Linked DNA regions of Ovis aries: region 1 is linked to region 2. A link is a contact called in public Hi-C data. All regions are on one chromosome and are shown on one strand. The core of a region is the stretch at or near the end of the contact, and the rest is flanking DNA. Distances in the headings are between cores, read along the strand shown. Region 1 holds the start of CELSR1 (cadherin EGF LAG seven-pass G-type receptor 1). Region 2 overlaps TRMU (tRNA mitochondrial 2-thiouridylase).

Region 1 (3,645 bases), core at 868-3,367, 150 kb after region 2:
GAACACGGGGTCGTTGTCGTTGACGTCCAGCACCGTGATGGACACGCTGGCTGAGGAGCTCATGGGCGGCGAGCCGTGGTCCACCGCCTCCACCCCGAAGCTGTAGTGCTCGACCTCCTCGCGGTCCAGCTCCGCGCACACGGTGATCCAGCCCGAGCTGTTGTGGATCTGGAAAGGAAAGTCCGCGGCCGGAGCCGGGGCTGCGGGCCCAGAACCGCCACCCCCCACGGAGGCCGAGGCGGTGTCCACCAGGCGGTAGCGCAGGCGTGCGTTCTCCCCCGCATCAGCGTCCACCGCCTGGATGTGCAGGACCGAGTGGCCCAGGGGCACGTTCTCCAGCACGGCTGCCTGAAAGGGGCTGCTCACAAAAATGGGGGCATTGTCATTAACGTCCAGCACCTGCACCGAGACCAGCCCCGAGGAGTTGATGAGCGGCGGCCGGCCCCCATCCTGGGCCTTGATGCGCAGAGTGTACTCTCGGATGGTCTCGAAGTCCAGCGGGTTGATCACGTCCAGGCTGCCGCTGAGCGAGTGTAGGTAGAACTGCCCCTTCAGGTTCCCGCTGACGATGCTGTAGTGGATGGCAGCGTTCTGGCCCTGGTCGCGGTCCGTGGCCTGCACTCGCAGCACCGGCGTGTTGACGGCCACGTCCTCCGGCACCTGGACCACGTAGCGCTTCTCGCTGAACTGGGGGTAGTTGTCGTTCTCGTCCTCCACCACGATGTGCACGGTGGCGGTGGCGCTGAGCGGGCCCGGGTTGCGGCCCTGGTCGTTGGCCTCCACCAGCAGCTGGTAGCTGGCCTCCTCCTCCCGGTCCACCACGGCCCGCGTGCGCACCACGCCCGAGCGCTCGTCGATCTCGAAGATGCCGCGCGCGCCCTCCAGCAGGCGGTAGCGCATGTTGGCGTTGGAGGGCGCGTCACCGTCGGTGGCGCGGATGGTCAGCACTTCGTAGCCCACCTCGAGGTTCTCGCGCACGCGCTCGCGGTACTCCGACTGCTCGAAGACGGGGCTGTGGTCGTTGGTGTCGCTGACCGTGACGGTGAGGTAGGTGGCGGCCGAGCGCCGCGGCGAGCCGTGGTCCACCGCACTTACCTTGAGTACGTGCGTGTCCTTGGTCTCGCGGTCCAGCGGGCGGGCGGTGCTCACCAAGCCCGTGTCCGCGTCGATGAGGAAGTAGCCATTGGAGCGCTCATCAAACAGCGCCTCCATCTGGTAGCCGAGGCGCCCCGCCTCGCCCTCGTCGGGATCGTGCGCTCGCAGCTCGATGACCGCGGTGCCGGCGGGCTCGTTCTCGGGCACCGACACCTGGTAGCTGGGCAGCTGGAACTGCGGGGTAGTGCTGCCGCCAGCGCCCCGCCGGGCCCGCCGCGCCGCCCCCGCCCCGGCCTGAGGCAGGCCTGGCGGCGGCGGCGACTGCGACGGCAATGGGGAAGGCGTCCCCGAGGCCGCCTCCAGCGCCAGCTCCACCCGGACGGTGCCTGCTGCGCGCCGCAGGGCACAGAGCAGGAGCAGGCGGGCCGAGCCCCCGGGCGGCAAGCAGACAGGGCGGCGTGGGCAGCGGGAACCGGGGCGCGGCGGGCAGCTGCAGGCGGGGAACGTGGTCAAGGCGGCCAGTGCCGAGTGCAGCGTGGCCCCGCCGCCGCCAGGGGCTGGGAAGCACAGCATCGCGCCGGGGCCAGGCACCGCTAGCACAGCCCGCGCGCGCAGCTCGGCGCCGAGAGCCCGTCGGCCCCGGGGCCGGGCGCCGCAACCGGGACCGTGCGCGTGTGCCCGCAGGCGGAGGCTCAGCGCCGCCTGGGCGCTGCGGTCAGCCAGGCGGACCTGCAGTGGCAGCGGACGTCCCCCCAGGCGCGCGCAGCCCGGGAGACCCGCGCCGGGTCCGCGCCGCCGCCCGACCAGCCGGCCGTCGCGGCTCAAGTCCAGCAGTTCCCGCAGCGCCCGGGGCGTGTGCGCCGCATCCAGCGCATAGGTCCAGCCGGGCCCGAGGGCGAAAGCGCGGGCACCGCCGGGCACTCGCAGCTCCCAGGCGGCCGCTCGGAGCCCCAGCGCCGGTAGGGCGGCGGCCGCAGCCAGCAGCAGCAGCGCGGGCAGCGCGGGCGGCGGCGGCGGCGCCATGGCCCGGAGCCCGAGCCGGGCGCCCGAGCACAATCCATGCACCCGGCGCGGCTCCGCATCCACCCGGCGCGGCCGGGGGGCGGCTCCCGCGCGCCCGGTGCCGGGCCCTCGGGGCGGCTCGCGCCCCGCCTCCCCGGGGGCCCTGGAGGGGACACCGGGGGCCGGGCTCCCGGTCTCCCCCGCAGCTTCCACTTCAAGAGCACTTTGCGAAAGTTTGCGAAGTTGGTTTCAAGATGGCTCCTCCGCGCGTCCCGGGAGGGCGTCGCGCATCAACCTGCGGTGGCGGCGGATCTGGGTGGCTCCAGGTGGCTCCTGCGCGGGCCCGACAGGGCGGCGTGGGAAGCGGGGCGGGCCCGCGGCGGGACGAGGGCTGCGCTCCCGGAGCGGGACCGGCCGCACCGCGCGGCCGAGACCCCAGCGGCCGGCTGCTGCCTGGGCGGTGCGCTCGGCCAGCGCCCCCAGCGCCCGCGCTCTCCCCGCCCCTGGCCCGGCCCGGCCCCGCCCCCGGCCCCGCCGCGTATTGTTCGGCCCCTGGGGGAGCCGGCCCGGAGGTGCGCGCCGGGAGGATCGCTATGGAGACGCGGGGGCGCAGCGGCGGCGGGGGCTGCGGGCAGGGCCCACTCTCCAGCGGCCTCCCCACCCGGCCTCCCTTGGGGGCAGGGCCGAAGAAGTCGGGCCGGGAAAGGCGGGCGGAGCGGCGTGGGGCGGGGGGGCGCGGGGAGCTGGTGCCGTGGCCACCAGTGCGGTGGTGGCTCCACTCTCCGGGGACTGAGCGCAACCGAAGCCCCCACCCCACCCCGGCAACGCTGATCCGTGGAGACCGCCATCCGGGCTGGACCGACCGGGGAGAGTGAAGGGTGCGGAGGCTCCCGGGAGGGGGCAGCTCTCCAGCAGCGGCTGCTGCCGGGGTAGGGGGTGGGGGGCGGATACAGATTTACAGCCATATGCCCGAGGCTAAAGTGCTTAACCCGGAGAAATTTTCCTGGACTTTGAAACTGTATAGGCGACTAACCCAGAATAGGGTCCTTTGGGTTTAAAAGGGAACTTTGAAAGTAAAAGAAAAGCAGTCCGAGTTGACACTTGGGATCGGAGTTGGAGTCGGCGGAGGCGAGCTCGTCTCCCGCGAGTGCGACTGGCTGGAGCGCACAGTTCGCGGCCGCGCGCTCAGGCCCCGAGGCCCCTAGGCTGCGGCCGCAGCTCAGGGGCCCCGAGCGCAGGCCCGGGGGGCAGGAAGCCGTCGCGGGCGGGGGGCACTCAGAACCCTACGACAGCGGCCGGTCTCCGGGCTTACCCCATCTCCTGCGGGGAACAGCCCGGGAAGGGAGTTTTAGGGTTGAGACACACTGCCGCCTCCTACGGGGTGCAGATGGGGAGGGGGTGCTTTAGAACGAACTGACACCTGCCTCACTTCCTGCGGGGCACAGCCTGCGGGCTCGGGGCTCGGGGTGTGAGACACCCTCCCCGTCCCGCGGGGCTTTAGGGCTGTGGGCCCTCCTGATGGGAGATGCACTTGTCCGCGAAGCTTTG
Region 2 (3,880 bases), core at 317-2,816:
AGTGCCTGGGCAGCGGGAAGATCCTGCGTCTGGGGCCGTCCGCCTACACACTGCAGAAGGGCCAGAGGACGTCCAGCGTGGCCACGGAGGGCTCCAGCGACAGCCCGGGCCTGGGGCCTGCACCCTGACGGAGGCGGAGCGGCTGCTGCGGAGCTTGCGGGAGGAGAGGTGGGGGAGCGGAGCCAGGGGGCTGTGGGGGCTCAGCACTGCCACCCCCCGGTGACCCGGCGGCCGCTCCAGTGCTGGCTGGAGGGTCTGTCCCAGGTGCCCGTTTGTAGGGTTCCTTCCTCACACCCCAGAAGAGGCAGCATCCAATAAAAACTCTGCCCGGGACGTAGGTTCTGATGGTGCCTTTGGGGGGCGGGGCCCAGGGGGCTGTCTCGGGGCTCCAGGGCACGGGGGGTGTGTGGCCAGGCGGGGGGCAGCACGGAGGGGACGGGCCCCGCTTCTCTCTCTCCGTTCGTGCCTGTGCCCGCCCTCCCCTGTGGCAGGGCCCCGTGAGCAGCCTTGAGCCGAGTCCCAGCCTGCAGGGTGTCTGCCGGGGAGGGCTGCAGGCTTGAGGCCCCTCTGAGTGCGGCCCTGTCCCAAGTCCAGGCAGCTGCACAGAACCCCCCATCACCCCACCAGAGTGCTCCGCGCCCTGGCCAGTCACACCAGAAAACGGGGCCTGGGCCCCTGGGCGGGTTCACCGTGAGACGGTTGGCGGGTGCGCTCGCCTTGGTCCGTTCAGGCTGCCGTGACAGGACGCCCCCGAGCTGGAGGCTCACTGACGCGGGAGTCCTCTCTCAGCTGCCCGGGCCACGTGTCAGACCAGGGTCCGGCCTCGGACGGGACGGTGCGCTCACAGGCAGGGAGAAGGCCACAGCTCCGTAGGGACTGTGGGCCCCAGCCGCCCCAGGGTGTTCTCTCTGTGCTGCTCCGTCGGTAGAGCTGCAGCCCCCCGTGTCCCCCTCCCCCGGTTCCAGGCCCCCAGCAGGGCACGTCCCCAGGGTGGGGCAGGGGACACGGCTGGCACCTCCCACTACACTGCGTGGCTTCCAAGACCAGGGGCCCTCCAGCCAGGCTTGGCCAGAGAGGCTCTGCTCAGCCCAGCGCGGAGGCAGACCTACAGCCGCTCTCCGCGTTGTGCTGGGCTGGCGGGTGGGCAGAGAGGCCAGCAGCGCCCTTGGGCACCTTCAGCCCCGCTGGGAGGCCAGGGCTGAGACACCACTTGTGTTCTGCCAGCTCCAGGGGCAGCATGGAGACCCCCTGGGCTTGGGCTCCCTGGGGTCCACTGCCTTGGGCTGGGGCTTTCGCTGTCTGGGGAGCCTCCAGGGTGGGAGGAATGGTGGCTGGAGGGGGCCAGCGGCAGGGTCATGGACCAGCAGAGGAGAGGCTGCCCTTCTAGCCTCCAGATGGCTCTGCCTGTCCTGCTGGCCCGATGCCAGGCCTCCAGCCAGGTTGGCCAGTGGAGGCGGGAGGAGGATCACAAACCTGCCGCTACCCCTGGCTCAGCAGTACCCGTGGGAGCCTAGAGGCCTGCAGTGCCACCTTCTCCTGGGCACAGCCTGCCCCCCTCCAAGCCCTCCAGGCCCACAGTGCCACCTTCTGGGCACAGCCTGCCCCCCCCAAGTCCTCCAGGCCCACAGTGCCACCTCCTGGGCACAGCCTGCCCCCGAGTCCTCCAGGCCCGCAGTGCCACCTTCTCCTGGGCACAGCCTGACCCCCCACCTCGAGCCCTCCAGGCCCGCAGTGCCACCTTCTGGGCACAGCCTGCCCCCCCCCCAAGTCCTCCAGGCCCACAGTGCCACCTTCTCCTGGGCACAGCCTGCCCCTGAGTCCTCCAGGCCACTGACTGACCCTGGGAGGCTCCTGGGCAATGCCTCTGACTCAGCTGACCCATGACCTTCAGAGGGGCTGGGGCTGGTAGGGGATGGGCTTCCCTGCCTTCTTCCCCACTGGTGCCCGGCCTCCAGGCCACGGTCACCCCACACTGGGCATCCTGAGGGAGGGCCCGGGCCGCTGCTTTTACACACCGACCCCCGTCTCTTGATGCAGATGAAGGGTTGCCCCCCCCCCCCCCCCCCCCCCCCCGCCCCTGTCACTTCAGAGTCACCTTGGCGAGACAGACCCCCGAGCCTGGCCTGTGCTCCGCTCCTGGGAGGCTCAAGTCCGTGTCAGGGTCAGCCCCTGGGGCCCGTCTTCTGCCCGCAGCCCTGGGGCTCTAGCGGCATCTTGTCCATGTCCAGGGAGGCCTTCACGAGGCCCAGACTTCCCAGCACCTTCAGTGTCTGCAGGAAGGGTGGCTGGGGCGAGGCACCAGCTGCAACGTAAGGGCCAGTCACTACTGTTCAGTGTTTCCGTGGCCTGGACGAGGTTCAGCGTTCACGTCTGTTCAGTGATTTTGTCTTGAGGTATGGGTCCCGGAGCAGCTGTGGCTGGGGTTGGTGTGGAGGGCAGTCATTCTGTCCACGGGAGGACACCCAAGCCCAGCAGACACACCTGCTCGCCTCTCCCCAGGGGCTGCTCGCCTCTCCCCAGGGGCTGCTCGCCTTCTGAAATGCGCTCCCACAGGAGGCTTCTGGGCTGACGAGCGCGTCTGTTGCTCTCAGGCCTGAGCTCTCTGAGAGGCAACTGTCCGTGGTGGACTCGAGATGAGGCCGGAAGAGAGGCCTAGGGGGAGGGCGTTTCTGGGCGTCTTTCCTCTTTCTCCTCCCAGACCTGACCCAAGGGTGGCCCGACCTCTGGAGTTGTGTGGCCAGCACCGGGGCGAAGACTCCCGGAGGCCTGGGAAGAGGGGCCCTGTGGGCTGAGATCGTGGGGTCCCTGCTGTTTCTCTTTGCTCCACAGGTTTTCCCCAAAGGTGGCCCCACTTGGGTGGAAGCGTGGCAGTGCAGGCGGCTAGGACCCTGGGGGCAACCCATCTTTCTGGGCAGAGAAACCAAGGAAGGGGCCCCGGGAGTAAGCGCACGTAAGGCGAACCCAGAGAGCAGAGCGTGGGCAGAGCGGACCCCTTGCTCCACGTACGCTGACAGGCGCTGGCTCGCCCCAGTTGGAGCAGGCCCCAAGCAGCGTATGAAAGGCTCCGAGAGCAGATGGGCCGCAAAGCACCCCGGGTCCCAGGCTGACTGTGCACCACGTGTGCAGGGCGGGCCCAGGGCCGCACGGCAGCAGCCGCAGAGGGAGGCAGGGCTGTGGTCTGAGCCTCACTGGGTTGACTGCCTCCTAAAACAAACAAAACCAACATCTGCCAGAGGATCTTAACAGGACCCAGAGGCCTGTGACGTAACATTGGGTGTCGAGGATTCAGTGTGGAATTAGCCAGTTTACAGAGAACCAGGAAAACCCCAAGGGGAAAGAAAACAGATTTGGGGCCCCCAGATGTCCAAATTATCAAAGAATTTAAAGTTACAACCATGCTCTATGACGTAAAGGTAAACACTTCTGAAATTCATGGAAAATTAGACGTTTTTAGTAGAGAAATAAAAATTATAAAAAGGAGCCATGTGGAAATTTTAGAACTTAAACTTACAATATTTGAAATTTAAAAAAATCACTGGATGGCCTTCATAACAGAATGGATATTAAAGAAGAAGGAATCAGTGAACTTGAAAGTGGTTCACTAAGGGGTAGGATGGGAAGGAGGGCGGGAGGGAGTCCCAAGGGGAAAGGGATTTATATATACTTACGGCTGACTCACGTTGCTGTATGGCAAAAACCAACATAGCATTATATAAATTTTTAAATAGTAGTAAAATGGTAGTCAACATTAATTTGGTTTAAAATAAAAGGTACAATCTATGTATATGGTTTTGATTTAGGTTTAGTTGCTTAAGTCGTGTCTGACTCTTTGCAATCCCTAGAGTGTAGCCCTCCAGGCTCCTCTCTCCGTAGGATTCTC

Evidence for each region. Hi-C and Micro-C count contacts between places; a contact is called where the count stands out from the background.
Region 1: a contact with region 2 is called in a Hi-C map of tail adipose tissue, with 10 times the contacts expected there. The contact joins the promoter of CELSR1 here to the enhancer-like site in region 2. A contact is called at or near these places in 10 of 16 Hi-C or Micro-C datasets (hypothalamus, liver, mixed tissues and 5 more).

The regions. Positions count from the first base shown.
Region 1 is chr3:222,702,596-222,706,240 of ARS-UI_Ramb_v3.0, forward strand. It overlaps CELSR1 (cadherin EGF LAG seven-pass G-type receptor 1), which reads right to left and starts at 2,118. Exons shown (of 35, transcript XM_042247887.1): 1 at 1-2,118. The coding sequence starts at 2,118.
Region 2 is chr3:222,552,200-222,556,079 of ARS-UI_Ramb_v3.0, forward strand. TRMU (tRNA mitochondrial 2-thiouridylase) reads left to right here. Exons shown (of 11, transcript XM_027968216.3): 11 at 1-333. The coding sequence ends at 128. Among named protein-coding and RNA genes, the nearest start is that of TRMU, 16 kb to the left of the region's middle. Within about 2 kb of position 1,567, at least 4 of the 54 cell types and tissues checked have an H3K27ac peak or open chromatin away from gene starts, as enhancers often do.